2 separate regions of the Sus scrofa genome follow, and region 1 is linked to region 2. The links are chromatin contacts, called in public HiChIP or PLAC-seq maps. All regions are on one chromosome and are shown on one strand. The core of a region is the stretch at or near the end of the contact, and the rest is flanking DNA. Distances in the headings are between cores, read along the strand shown. Region 1 overlaps PPP2R2A (protein phosphatase 2 regulatory subunit Balpha). Region 2 has its middle 86 kb from the start of CDCA2.

The links. HiChIP or PLAC-seq counts read pairs in DNA pulled down with a chosen protein or histone mark.
Region 1: an H3K27ac HiChIP or PLAC-seq map of skeletal muscle shows a contact between it and region 2, with 5 times the contacts expected there. The contact joins two enhancer-like sites.

The regions. Positions count from the first base shown.
Region 1 is chr14:10,254,312-10,262,101 of Sscrofa11.1, forward strand. All of the region lies in intron 3 of PPP2R2A (protein phosphatase 2 regulatory subunit Balpha), which reads left to right. Among named protein-coding and RNA genes, the nearest start is that of BNIP3L, 60 kb to the right of the region's middle. Within about 2 kb of position 5,015, at least 1 of the 83 cell types and tissues checked has an H3K27ac peak or open chromatin away from gene starts, as enhancers often do. A contact at or near this core is called in skeletal muscle, where this site is marked.
Region 2 is chr14:9,600,157-9,607,793 of Sscrofa11.1, forward strand. No RefSeq gene overlaps it. Among named protein-coding and RNA genes, the nearest start is that of CDCA2, 86 kb to the left of the region's middle. Within about 2 kb of position 3,950, at least 4 of the 83 cell types and tissues checked have an H3K27ac peak or open chromatin away from gene starts, as enhancers often do. A contact at or near this core is called in skeletal muscle, where this site is marked.

The DNA of each region.
Region 1 (7,790 bases), core at 3,765-6,264, 660 kb after region 2:
AGCAATACAAACTCCAAAATATAGCTTCAAGTTGCTATTACCTAAAGATATGTTTTCCCAAGATATGTAGAATCATAAGTGTATAGTTAAAGTTCCACGAATTTTCACAACAAATATACTTTGTGTAACCACCCCCCGGGTTAAGAAATGGGATATTCTGGCACTCCAGAATCCCTCTCTATCCTCTTGTCATTAATGCCCTCTTATCCCAACCTAACAGACTTTTGGGGGGGGGGCTGCACCTGTGGCATGCTTAAGTTTTCAGGCCTGGGTTTAAACTGATGCCACAGCTGTAACCCAATACTGACAATGTCGGATTCTTAACCCACTGAGCCATAAGGGAACTCCAATCCTTAGACTTTTTAATAGTAGTCATCAACAAATGATTTCTTCTCTGTATCAGGGAGGGAAAAGTGAGTTTGAAAGACTGAGCATTTAAAGATCCGAGTTCTAGTCCTCATTTGTGTTTATTCATGAATTTGTGTTGCCACCTGTCTTGTTCAGCCATCTGTTGTCTAGATTTCCATCCAACCAGCCATCAACACTTATCAGTTACCTACTAATCTTTTGAGGTTCCAACTCATTAGAGTGTTTTCCAGAAGTGGATTAGCACTTAAAGTACCCTTGATGGTTACTGAGTATATCAGTATGAGTGTTGATAAACAACTGTTAGACAGGATAAGATTCCTTTAAATATTATTTTTCCTAAGGCCAGAAATTAGATCTTTAAAGGATGTGTTTGACATATTAAAGTAAAATTTTCTCATTTTACCTGTTGCCTGGAAATTTGGATTAAACTTATTTCTTACATTGTCCAAAAACATTCCACCCCAGCAACAAAAAGCAGATCCAAATCTATGACAGGTAATACCCAGTAATTTTAGAATTTGCTTACTTTCTCTTCTCTGTGCCATCTTCTTTCCAAACTCACACATAAAACACTTCTCTATTGTATTCTTATTGTAAGTAATTTCCCCTTCTTAATTAAAAAGTTATGTTAGTTGTAGACAGTTTAGGAAATAGGACATAGGACAAGAGGTTAAGAATGCCGCCTGTAAATTCACCAAACAAAAACAAATATTTGATGTATATCACAGATCCATCTTTCTAAAATGAGAGTTTAATGTGTTTATGGTTATATGGTTTTTCCCCTCAGGTGTACTGTATGTGAAGACCTTTAATGTATTAAACATTCTAAATAATCATCATGAATGATTACGGGGCATTTATCACAGAGATATACTGAAGTTCACTTAATGTAGTCTCAACTGTTAGATGCTTAGATTGTTTATTTCTTGCTATATGTCCTCCCCACGGTATCATCAGTAACACAGTGAAACATTCTTGTAGTTGAATCTTTGAAGCATCTATTTCCTTACTTCCTAGAAATAAAGTAACTGAGTCAGAGACAGTGTGAACATTTTAAAGTCTTACACCGGCCAAATCCCTTCTAGAAAAATTTAACATTTATACTTCAACCAAATTGAAATATGAAAAATTTTGAGACTTCCCTATTCTTCACTTCTAAATATAGGGGAAAAAAATAAAAGCAACACATTGATAGTTAAAAGGGTATTATTTTACTGAGTTCTAGTTTACCTCTCAATACCCACAGTAATTAAAATTCTTGCTCTGTGCCTTGTTTTTCTATTGGTATATTTATTAATTGATTTGTAGAGACTGGATATTGTGAGGGGCATCAGTTTTTTTTCTCACGAGACAGTATGTTTTTCATCTTTATAAACTGGCTGCTTTTAAGTTTTGTTTACTTTGTTGTTGTTGATTTCCTGCCTCCAAATTATGTAAACATGTACCCATATTTCACTTGTTCCCATTTAAATTCACTATCTAGTTGGAATTTGTTACCCTAATTGTAATGCGGTGTATGATTTAAAGACCTTCTCCATCCACTCCCAAATTGCCAGGCAGATTATTAACGACATTATGTATGAAAATCTTTTCACATTGATTTTATTTTCTTATAATGATTTTAATTTTTTTCCATTATAGTTGGTTTAGTGTTCTATCAATTTCTACTGTACATCAAAGTGACCCAGTCCAACGTATATATACATTCTTTTTCTCACATTATCCTCTATCATATTTCATCATAAGTGACTTCACGCTGATTTTAAAAATGCACTTTTATCAGACTGAACATACTTTTATAGAGTTGTATCTAATCTTCATTGTATTTTATTTTTTCAGTTCTTTAAGGATGTTGAGTTAATCTTTCATGTTTCTTCCATATTGCCATTGAGTTGTATGGATTGGCTTTGAAATTTATTGAAATAGAGTTCTTTCTTAGATACCTCTTTATGCTCTTTCAGAGTAAATACTTGATGAGAATAGAGGTTGTTGTAGGTTTCCTAACTTGAGAAGCTAAAATTTAGCTCTTTGAATTCCAGGTCATCATATATTTAGATTCCTTACATTGGCCCTAAATGGCATAATGTGGATTGATTGGGCTTGGTCTCTGTTTGGAAGGAAAACTAATATTTGAACATTACTCACTGTCTCATTTAATTCTCAGAACTGTCTTGTCACTCCAGATGTAGAGAGGATAAATTCTATTTAACAGATGAGGAAATCGAGGTCCAGAGGATTGTTATATTTTATGAACCTGTAAGGTAAAAACAGGCAAAATTAGTAAGAACCACCATTCCTTCCTTCCTTCCTTTTTTTTTTTTTTTTTTTAAATCTAACACCAGGTAGAGAGTTTGGCTTCTTTTTTGGATTTTACTGTTGTTTTATATATTGTTTTGATTTGTTTGAGCCTCAGGGCATGATTGAATTCATGACACATACTACCATTATAGGTCATGGTGTGGCCCTCTCCTTAAGTAAATAAACACATTCATGTAGGTGTATAGTCCCATATGCATTAACTTTATTTGTATAATGTGTTCCCATTCACCTCTCCCTTCATAGATCACCATTTGAATGTGTTGTAATTTGTATTTTGGTTTTATGTACTGCTGTTATTTTATTTTATTTTTTTGTCTTTGCCTTTTCTAGGGCTGCACCCACAGCATGTGGAGGTTCCCAGGCTAGGGGTCTAATTGGAGCTGTAGCCACCGGCCTACGCCAGAGCCACAGCAACACAGGGATCCAAGCCGTGTCTGCGACCTACACCACAGCTCATGGCAATGCCAAATCCTTAACCCACTGAGCAAGGCCAGGGATCAAACCCGCAGCCTCATGGTTCCTAGTTGGATTCGTTAACCACTGTGCCACGACGGGAACTCCATGCTGTTATTTAATTGTGGCAAAATATCACATAACATTCACTCAGCCTTCCAACAATTTCCATGTGTACAGTACAGTTCTGCCAGCCACATACACAATGTTGTGCAGCAGAACCTCCCAATCCTGCATAGCTCAAACTCTATACCCACTGAATGGCAACTTCCTGCCTTCTTCCTCCCTCCAGTTCCTGCCAATCACAATTCTATTTTCTGTTTCTGTGAGGTTGACTACTTTATAGATGCCCCATGTAAGCAGAATTATGCAGTATTTATCATTCTGTGATTGCCTTATATCACTCAGCATAATACTCTCAAAGTTCATTCATGTAGCATGACAGGAGTTCCTTTTTTAAGGCTGAAAAGTATTGCTTTTTGTGTGCATGCACATGTGCGTGCCATAGACATACCACATTTTCTTTATTCGTTTATCAGTCAGTGGATATTTAGATTTCTTCTATCTCTTAGCTGTTGTGAACCATCTCTTTGAGATCCTGTTTTCCGTTCTTTTGGATATATGCCCAGATGCTGGATCATATGGCAATTTTTTTTTTTAAGGAACCCCTATACTGTTTTCAAAGCAGTTTGTATGCTGTATTTTTTTTTTTAACTTTACTGAAATAGACACAGAAAAGTGCACAAAAACACTAGTGCCATATCGCACAGCAGACACATCGGTCAAAAAATAGAACTTCCCACTCTTAAATCAACCCTTCTCATTCCTCCTCCCCATCACTTCTTTCTCCTTCCTCCCCTTATAAGCCTGTCTTCTAACACATGGTTTGGCCTGTAGTTTTAGAACTTTTTATAAATGGAATCATACAGTTAGTAGTCTGTGTCTGGCCTTTTTGCCCAGTTTATGTTTGTATAAATATTTGCTCACTTTCACTGCTATATAATGTTGTTTTGAAATACTATACCACAATTTATCCATTCTGGAGGTATTTGGTTGTTTCAGGGCTATTAATAATGCTGCTTGTCATGTTTTTTGGTGCATGTTGTTCTCATGAAATTATCATGCCATGGGGGTAGGCATTTAGTTTTAGTAGACAACACATTAAAAAAAAAAATCATCCTACCAATTTTGTTCTCATGGACATACGAAAATTCAGGCTGTTTGACACCTTTGCCAGTGCTTTGTGTTGTCAGTCCTTTTAAAATTTAAACATCTTCGAGGTTATAAGTGTATCTTATTGTGATTTTAATTTGTACTTTCTTGATTAACACTGAGGTTCAGCATGTTTTTATGTGTTTGGCCATTTAGATATCATCTTTGGTGAAGTGCCTACTAAAAATCTCTTGCATGTATTTTCTGCTCAGTTATTTGTGATATTCCTTCCTGATTTGTAAGCTTTACACTTTTTGAATGTGAACCCTTGTCAGTTATGTTATTGGAAGTATCTTCCATTTTATGACTTGCCTTTTCATTTTTCTGAATAGTGTATTTTGGCAAATAGGAAGTTAATATAATTCAGTTGTATCACGGTTTTCTCTTGGCTTATGCTTTATCTGTCCTGTATAAAAAATACTTCTCTACCCCAAAAGTCCAGGAAGATATATATTCCTATTATCTTGTAGATCTGTGCTCTCTAGTTAACAGTTCTCTGTGGCTATTTAAATTTTATATAATTAATTAAAATTAAATAAGATTTAAAGTTCACTTCCTTAGTCACAGTAATTACAGTTCAGGTGTTCAGTGACCACACATGATAGTGATTGCCATATTGGACAGCACAGATACAGACTATTTCCAGAAGGTCCTCTTGGACAGTGTTGTAGTATAAACATTCACACTTCTATTTCTGATTCACCTGGAATCAGTTTATATGAGTGGCTTGAGGTGTAGTAAAGGTCAAGGTTTATTTTATTGCATATGAATAGCCAATTGAGCAAAAGCTTTGAATGAAAAGACTGTCCTGCCTCAGCAGTGCCACCTTTTGTCTTAATTCAGGCCTGTTTCTGAGCCATCTATTCTATTCCACAGGTATATGTGTCAACTCTTAATGCAGATACCACACTGTCTTCATTACTTTGCTTTAAAATTTGGTCATGATATATAGTATCCTTTATATATTTATGGATTCTGTGTGTCTCTGTTGAAATATGTAATTTTGTTTTTGTGGACTGTGTTTTGGCCTTTTGGCTTTTTTTTGTTTGTTTTTTTGAGGGAGGTCCTTTTAGATCCACACCCAAGGCATATGGAAATTCCCAAGCTGCCAGCCTACACCACAGCCACAACAACACCAGATCTGAGCCAAATCTGTGACCTACACTACAGCTCATAGCAACGCCAGTTCCTTAACCCACTGAGCAAGGCCAGGGATAGAACCTGTGTGAGAATGGGATGCTAGTCGGGTTTGTTACCACTGAGCCACAGTGGGAACTCCTGGACTGTGTTTTTTAATGTATGTGAAAAATACTGTGCATCTCATTCCATGCCCTACTTTTTTCACTAAGAGATATGCTTTCAAGAACCTTCTGTCTTGCTGTGTGAGCATCTGTCTAACCCATTCTTCCTAACTTTTGCACCAAACTCCTCTCACCAGGTTAACTCCAGCCTCCCTTAACCATACTAACACCAGTTTTTATTTATTCTTTTTGCTATTATTTTTGTTCATTTAGAAAATTTTTATTGAATGCCTGTTAATATGCCAGGCACCATTATAGGTATTGGGATGAAGTGCTTCTAAATATACTATAGAAAATTTCTTATAACTATATTGTGTGATTAAGAAAATAGATTCTCTCTTAGTGATAACAGCAAGCTAAGAAAAAAAGGCAGGTGCAAAAAGCTGTGCAAGGAAAACCCAAATAGAAGCATTCTGGAAGGTGTCATGATTCTCTATGATTATAAGAGAGTTTTTAAAACAAATAAAATAGCCTTCTTTGACACTGATGCTTTCTTGTTCGAGTGGCACAATGTGAGGACATGGGATTGTGTTCCTTTTTCTTCACATTTGCTCAGTGTGCTTAGTTCATGTGGAAACAGTGCTGTCATGATCACTAAACATCCCTCCCCACTAAGGGAAAATCCTATACTTGGTAAGGAAGGGTCCAGTCTCTGCAGTTCACTAAGTCCACCACTCATGTACTGTTTTATGGCATCTTTCATTTATTACTGCTACTGTCATCTGTGCTGTTATTTTTGTTGTCATTGTTGATTGTCTTTAAAAATTCTTTCTCGTAATTTTAGTGGAGTTTGAGGTGAGAGTGCATGCTAATACATTATCCCATCTTTAACTTCCCAGCTATAAGTTTTTCCTTGTGTGGTATATGTTTATTTAACTGTTGGAAAGACACAGTAATTAAGTCCACTGACACTGCCAAACACTTCTCTGATTTGGTTTTAGATCATGTAATAGATCATGTTTAGACCCATATAGTTATTCTCAAGTCTTTAGGATAATGTTATTCTCCTGTTTTAGAATATACTTTCATATGCTTGTGCTTTTCTTTTCCTTATCATTAAATATAGTATGACCCAGATAGACCCAGTTTTTGCATAGAAAAAGGTGTGTGTGAGTTCCCATTGTGGCCCAGCAGTAATGAACCCAACTAGTATCCATGAGGATGTTTCCTGGTCTTGATCAGTGGGTTAAGGGTCTGGCATTGCTGTGGCTATGGTGTAGGCCGGCAGCTGCAGCTCCCATTCAACCCCAAGCCTGGGAGCTTCCATATGCCCTGGGTGCAGCCCTAAAAAGACGAAGAGAAAAGAAAATGTGTGTGTTTACACTTGGCTCTTTATATTGCTTATCTGAATTATATAGACCTTAATTTCTACCTTTTTTTTTTTTAATAGGGCCACACCCATGGCATATGGAGGTTGCCACACTCAGGGTCGAATCAGAGCTGTAGCCACTGGCCTACACCACAGCCACAGCAACACAGGATCCAAGCTGTGTCTGTGACCTACACCACAACTCACAGCAAAGTTGGATCCTTAACCCACTTCGTGAGGCCAGGGATCAAACATGCATCCTCATGGATCCTAGTCGGATTCGTTAACCACTGAGCCTCGAAGGGAACTCCTTTAATTTCTACTTTTGACTAGAGTTTTACATATGCAGGTTACCTAAAGGTGGAGACTCTATGTTATTAAATTTGTCTATACCTCTAGGACCTAGTATACATAGCATTATGGTCTCATGCTTAAATTAAAAACAACATTCATATTAAAAATTGAATTGCTATTTATTGTAGTTTTCTTGGAGGGTAACGTGACAAACCTTTTGAGACTGAGTAAGTAATTTTTCGTAGAAGATGTATGGAATTGCTTCTAAAGTGTTATTAGCATATACATAGTGAATAGATTGGGTTAACAAATTTAGTCTAAGAGTGTGGTTGTTATGAGACCAAGGTTCTGAGCTTGATTTTTCTCCTTCTGTATTCCCAGTGTGGACTGTGTTCTGTGGTATGCTCTTATATTGTCAACATTGGCAAATCTTCTCAATAGTAATTGATAGCTGCTATCAGAGCATCCAAATATAACTGTAACCATGAATGATCAATCCAGATAATCAAGCTACTGGAAAAAACAACCCAAAA
Region 2 (7,637 bases), core at 2,700-5,199:
TCACAGACATGGCTCGGATCCTGCGTTGCTGTGGCTGTGGTATAGGCCAGCAGCTACAGCTCTGATTCAACCCCTAGCCTGGGAATTTCCATTGCTGCTGGTGTGGCCCTTAAAAGACCAAAAAAAAAAAAAAAAAAGAATTCAAAACTTCTTAAAATAGTCTGGGCCAGCCACAGACAGTTCTGGTTGTTAAAGATTATTGTAAAAAATCTGATCCGTAGTTTTTACCTACTGATGCTTGCTTTGTCTGGTAGAATAATGCCAATCCCTTTTCACATGCCAGACCTAAAATCTGTGGGTGTCTATCATGGTCTTTTCGAAACTAAGCATCTCAACTTTTGTTTTATTTAGTCAATTTCAAGCCTCTTAACTCTGCTGCTATTCTCCGAGGAAGTTTCCAGTTGTTAACGTGGCTCCGTCTGGTATCCGTCATGGTCTCGTCTGCACCAAGGGGAAGGAGGCTGCCACTTCTTATGCTGGACTCCTTATCTCTGGTAACAGAGCTTAGAATCATCCTGGCTTCTGGGTTCATAATCAAACTACTGCTGCCCCTTGTGTAACTGGTTTTTGAACACAACCAGCTTCGATCATCTCTCATGTCACGGTGGCCTTTAGTCCCAAAGAGTTAAGGGACAAAGCAGGGTGGGCTGGGGCTCTGAGGTGACATCAGAGATCAGGCAGAGCCTACCGAACAGAGAACAGGGAAACTTTGCACAACAAGCCCAGGATGGTCACTGTGGACAGAAGCCCGTCATGAGGTGAGTCCCAAGACCCGGCTTGTGGTGAGGTGAGCTCGTCACCAGGAGGGGGAGCAAAGCGCAGGGGGTGGTGATTGTCGCTGAACCTTGGAAATTTCTTCCTGGAGAGCAAGGTGCCAGGACAAGGCACTGAGGAGTCCTTCCAGGGGTTAGTCCTGACAAGAGTCAGGGAAGGAGATAAGAGACGTCCTGCCTGTTTTACTGACCACAAAACAAAACAGACCAAGAGACGGGAAGGCAACTTGTTTCTGGTGGTCTAATCATGGAAATTGGTAGAAGCTGAGTTTTTCATCACTCAGGCACGGTTCTCCTGGCTTCACCCCTTCTGGTCTTTCAAGAAGCTGGGGAGAGGGGTGCGGAGTTTGTCAATGTGAACTAGGGCAGGTCCTCACATTGGAAATTTATTGGAGTTGGCCCATTGTCTTAGCCTGAGAGGTTTGAGGCATGGAATCTGTTATCTATCCCTCCTCGTTTCCTGTCATCTGCTGATTTAATAAACATACCATCACTGTCCTCATCTAAGTCATGCAAATGTGCAGCAGAGCCGGCCAAGGACACATAGTTCTCTGACCCAGTGTAAAAACCTCCCTTCAGGTGACAGCCGTCTATTAATCACAACTCTGTGAGGATAACCATCCAAGTGCTTATTAATCTAAAGATACCAGTATTTAGCTCACATTTCTTAATCTTGTCCATAAGGATCTAATGAGAGGCCCTGTCAAAGGCCCTGCCGAAGTCTGATGTATTACGTGTCTTGCAATTCCCAGTGCCAAAAGCAGAATAAAGGTTAGACTGGCATGATTTATTCTGCATAAACTCATACTGACTCTTGGGGAGCACTGCTCTCCTTTCGAAGTATGTCCACAAAGCATTCCCTTTAAAACCCACCTTGAAACTGTTCTAGAGATTATCATCAAGCCCACTAGTCTCGAGTTTACAGAATCTTTTTTCTACCCTTTCTTGAAAATTGCGAACACATTCAATCCTCTCCAGCTTCCTGAGACTTCTTACATTCCTCACAGTTGTTCAGAAAGTAGTGAGAGCATTTCAGGTTGCATTATGTCTACAAGACCCCGGTGGTATAATTTGTGCAGATCTGAAAACCTGAACTTGCTGAGAGCAATGAGGTGTGTTGTCACCAGCTCTGGTTTCCCTCTTACATACAATGTTTCCGCTACCTCTTTTAATACGAAGATCAATCTCCTTGAAATAATCTGGGAGGGAAAAAAGAAACTGGACCCCAGTAATTCTACTTCTATCCTTGATCAATTTATATCAACCTCTGTCCCAACAAACATGAAGATTTCTTTATCCTCTTGTTCTTGATATACCCTTTAAAAACCTTATTTTTTGTGGTTATTATCGGCACTTATCAGAGCTATCACCCAGAAAAATGCTTATACAGTATTCACGAGTGTCTAGCATCATGCTGTTGTTTTTTTCCATGACGATTGAAATTTATTCCAGAGCCACCCAATTATCATGAAACTTAGCTCTGCTCCTGATTTTGTAAGTCTGAAAGAGCCTAATCCCTGTGTAGAACAAGCATAGCTTTTCTACAACAATTGCCATTGTTTGCTTCAGCTGATGGGGTGGGTCTCCATTCTTTATAATAACCAAAAAAGCCTAACCAGAAGCATTCATCTATCCAATGAAGTTCTTGAGAGGTACTATGTGAAAGGACATTGGAAACTGTTTAAGAGTAAGATCCCTCCTTCTTGTTTTGGCTCTTTCCCTCTTAACAATCCCACGATTCAGGATCGGATTACTTTTGATCTCCTCGTCGTCTTATACAATATTATCTGACTTCCATTTTACACAATCTGCTCTAGCCTGTCTAGGAGACCTGTGTCCTTTCATAGGAGTGTCTAATGTTCTGTATCTGGGCTGCCCCGAGTGGTCACCTCGCCACTAGTCACATGTGACTAGCTAAATTGCAGTGATTAAAATAGAATAAAATTTAAAATCCAGTTCCTTAGTGACACTGGTGATATTCCAAGTGCTCAACAGCCACGTGGCTAGCGGTTTGCATTCCAGGCAATGCAGATATAGACTATTTCCCTGATCGTGAAAGTTCTCTGAAATACTGCTGGTCTAGCTATTGCTCAAGCCCTTTGAGGTTCTTCTCAAGCAGCAAGGCTGGCTGCACTCCGCAGAGCTGGCACTTACTGACTGTCCTTATCCGGAGGGTTTTGTGGCAGTGGACTCCTGAGGCTGTCATTTCTAAGGTAGTCCAGGTGCTTGGTTTAGACACTCCTGTAGAGGCGAGTGATTACAATGCACATCAGTTCCTTTGTTCCCCAAGGAACCACAGTTTGCCAATGAATGTGAGTAAATATTTCCCAGATCTCACTGGGGATCGCAGTAATGATCATGCCTAATACTGGCAATTACAGACACTCAAAATGTTTGCTTGAATGAGGCAATGAATGAAGAGTGGGCTCCTTAGTCCCTGAAACATTTTCCTGACAAATCAAAGAAAGGTACCATGGGGTTAGGAGGGAAGAAAGGAAAGAAGGGAGGGAAGGAGGGAGGAAGGAAGGAAAGAAAGAAAGGAAGGAAGGAAGAAAGGAAAAAAGATTCCATACACCTCCGAATTTCACTCCTCTCTGTCTTTATTTCTCTGCCTCCAAGTCGGAGAGAGACTTAGAGATGGGCTGGAATGCAGCTTCCAGAGAGGGAAGGAAGGAACTAAAAAAAAGGAGCATCACGTAAGAGGGATCGAGTCACAGCGTTTTAAAACTCGAGAGGGTCCATTTAGCCTAACTCCTCATGTCACCAGTGAAATATGGACATTTCATTTGCCATTTAATACAAATCTGCTGAAAAAAAATGAAGCAACGAAGGTCGAAAGACATAGGTTAAGTGACTTGGCTAGAGTTACAAAGCTAGTGAGTGTCAGAGCAGGGGCTAGAAGCCAGCCCACCTATCCCTCGATTTCCACCGTGGGCTCTCTGCCTGCCCCTCTCCTAACCACCCCCGCCCCCCAAGGAGAGCAAGGGAGGGGAACGTGGAGTGGGAGCAAGCTGGGGGGAGGGGAGGAGAGAGAGTCAATCTGTATGTGAGCTGTCAGCCTCCCCTGTGACTTTAAGAAGAAGAAAATCTCCTGTCTGTTTCACCTACTCAGGCTGAACTTGGTGGTTTCCCCATCTCCACAGAGATTTCTAATTGGCAGGGACCTGGCAGAGACTGAACAATGCCACAGCCAGCGGGTGACCCCAGCCAAGGTCGGCTAACGTACTCAGGTTACGCTTAGTTTAGTAACTGCTTGCCCCGCATAAGCTTGATGCAGATCCAAACTGATTTCTGAAGCAGCCTGGCATTCCTAAAATTTCACCTACACCAGGGCCAAAAAACACATGGAAACAGAATTGGACGGGTATTTTAAACAGAACTCTCAGGTGACTTTACCGCAGCTCCTCCCCCATTGATCCCGGAGATAATTAAGACCTGGAGCGGGTTTTTGAAAATGTTTCCCGTTCCCTTTATTTCTCATCTCTGGAAAACTCTCCAGGTCAAGAACTTTGGCATAAGAGTTGGAGGTCACGGAGATCTGATTTCAAGTGCAAGCTGTCAAACAGTTGCTACCACGTGGAGGGAGCTTATTTGCTCAGATCCAGTTTAGATCGGACTAGGAACATGTATGTGCTGCAAAGATGATCCTTCTTATTTGCTGGGACCTCACTGTCTGGGAAACTTCCTGTGATCAGCCCATTTCACTACAGGGGTGGCTCAGAGTGACAAGACCTGGATTTGAATCCTGGCATTTGGGGCTTTGCCGTAGTGTGACCTTGAGGCAAGTTGCTCCATTACTTCCTATCTTAGTTTTCTTATCTGTGTCATAGGTTTCTCACTGTGTCCTCACAGAGACGTGAGGACAAATTGAGGTCATGGGTGTAGAAGGCTTAGCACAGAATCTGGCACTGGATCCGCATTAGCCATCGTGATCATTTCCTAATGTTGCATGATTTCCTTAGCTACATTTTGTGGTCCTTGGGGGCACCAAGCGAGTGGGTTGAAAGTTCTTGGTCAGGAACTTCTGCCAAGTGGCAGCATTCACACCCCACTTGCGATAAACGTCCTAACTCCTCCGCCACAGCTTCAGCCCGGCCAAGGGCAGTGAGCGGCAGGTTTTATGGGTCCGAGGAAGATGTTTGAAATATTGTAGGAGACTGTCAAAGAATACTTCGACCTGCTCCAAAACAGGGCCGTTCTTAATTTTCATCTTTCCTGCAAGTCAAAAAGATATATACTCTCCAAATAATGGCAGTTTCCTCGTTCCTGAAGTTCTGGCAGCTTGGTGATACAATAAACAGCACCCTGTCAGAAGGACCGCATAAAACACGGTCTGACATTTCTTTAAAAGTAAAAAGAAACACGACTGCAGCAGATGACCTTTCCTCTGAGGGCACAGCTGTTTTGTGTGGTTAGAGGGACCCATGGTTTCATACTTAGGGGCTACGATATATGGCTGGCTTTTCGCAAAGTGTTGCCATGAGAAATGACAGTCCGTCTAGAGGGAAGAGCCCATTCTGCTGCATTCGTATTAGGTAGGAGGACTTCCCCCCCCCATCTTGATGTTTTCCAAATGATATTGTCCTGCGTACTTGTGACTAGAAACCTCTTTAGTGTGTGGAGTATAAGTGGTATTGAGACTATTGAGGCATCTTCTGTTTCCTGGAAGATTTAAATGATGGGGCCTTTTGTGGGGGGCTGGTGGGTCTGTGTCTTTGAAATTCAGCATTTATGACGAATTGCTCAAAACACCGTGCCTCTGTGGGTGAGGACTGAGGATCTAGGGAAAATTGAAAAGTCACTGTGTTAACAGATGGTAGGTGATTTCCATGTTCTCGAAAAATGTTCGTACCTCCTGTAAAATGTTATTTGTGCAATGCATTAAATGGGGGCGAAAAAGTAAAATAATGGGTCTAAAGTTCCCGTTGGTGAGAATGGATGTCTTCTTTCCTTGTTTGTTTTCCAATTTATCTTTAACATATTTTATTTACTTTGTGATTAAATTAAAAAGAAAGGTTCTATCTTCATTTAGTTTTCGAATGAGTTCCCCCCACCCCGGGCCTGGATGGTTACTGCAAATATTCCAGTTAAAGAATGGGACACCCTCTACCTCCACAAACTGGATCCTCTAAATTAGAATAATAAGTAATAGGTCCTTTGAGAGGGGAGTCTGGCAGCCTCTCTGCAGGATGGGGGGAGTAGATGCAAATTACTGATTGCCGGCTTGCCAATAGAAAAATGTGCTCCTGTTGCTCATACTCAGAACCCTGCTACTGACCTGCCAACAGTGAGGCATTGAGTGCAACATCCCAGTATGGTGGGAGATTTGTACTGATTTATCTCTGCTTTGTCACCTTGTTGCCTGTGCGACCAAACCTGGGCATATGCAAAGATGGCTGGCTTGGTTTAGAAGTACAAGCAGAGAACCTGAAACAGTTGACTTACTGGTAATTAGACCACACTGGTATTGAACCCATGACCTCAGCCTCATTAGGGCTGCGCTTGGGCCCACTGAGCTGACCAGAAACAGATTCACAACGGTGAATGATAGAGGTCTTTGGTGCAGGGTCAAAGGCCTATTTACACTACCCAATATTGTAAGTGGATTCTTACTCTACCATGTTAAAGGAGCAGCAGCGGACAGAAATGGCCATGTGGATGGGTCACTGCTTTCTGCTCAATATACTTGGATTGTATAGCACTGCCATTCTGGTCAATTCCCACCTTCCTTTAACTGGATCTCCAAGTAATTCAAGGGTTAATAAAGGGAGAGACAAGTGTTTTAACAGGACTTTTTTTTTTTTTTTTTTCTTTCTTTCTCTTTCAGTTGCTAATGGCTAAGAGTAACAAAAACACTAGGAGGAAAGCCCATTACTTTAGCAATGATTTCCTTTGAATGACACTCTTTGATTTAAAACTGTCCGTGGCTAATCATTATTTTCACTCTTTGCTTTTCAAGGAAATCTAAAAACAGATGCCTAGTCTTCATTTTGTGTAGAAAAGGGATCAGTTTCCCAGTGGTAGAGTAGGATATGCAGAAAAGGCAGGACACAAGAATGATGAGCGTTACTCTGGGTTAGTCAACAAATGGAACAGAGGTAAACTCAAAATAACAGAAATTTTTATGTGATAAGACTGTCATTTCAACTCTGCAGGAAGAGAAGAGATTATCTAATAATGGCTGGCCATTTAATAAAGGTAGATGTCTGCTTCAGACGACAGCCAAAGTAAAGATTTCAATGTGAAAACTCTACAGTTCTAAAAGATAATGAAGTAATTAAAAAATACCAGTCTTGGAAAGCCTTTCTAACGATGAATGAAAATATAAAAACTATAAAGAAAAATATGAAATAACGTGACTCCATAAAAATTTATCATGAAAACTTAGTTATATCAAATACTAAATAGTATTAAAAGGCAAACTGGGAGACAGTTTTGGTACTTATGGATAAGATATTTATGGTGTTTATGGGATATTTAATAATAAAGCATTTAGAAATCAATAAGAAAAAGAAGAACAGAAAAGAGACAAAAAAATGAACATCACTTTACAGAGGAGAAAATGTAAATGGACAGTAAACCTATGAAAAATATTTAGCCTCCCTGGTAAATGTCAAGAACTGTACATTTTAAACAAATGAAAGTTACATTTTCTTCCAAAAAAATCAGCAAAGATAAAAATAAATTGCCTGCAGTGTTGCAGGGAAATTAGTACTTTTTTTTTTATACCACTTGTGGACATGCAAACTGCTATAGCTTATTTAGAGGGATATTTGTCAGAACAGAAGAAAAGCCTTAAAATTCTACATGTGCTAGAACCCAGAAATTCTACCTGTCTGAAATAATCATGATTTGCGCAAAGAT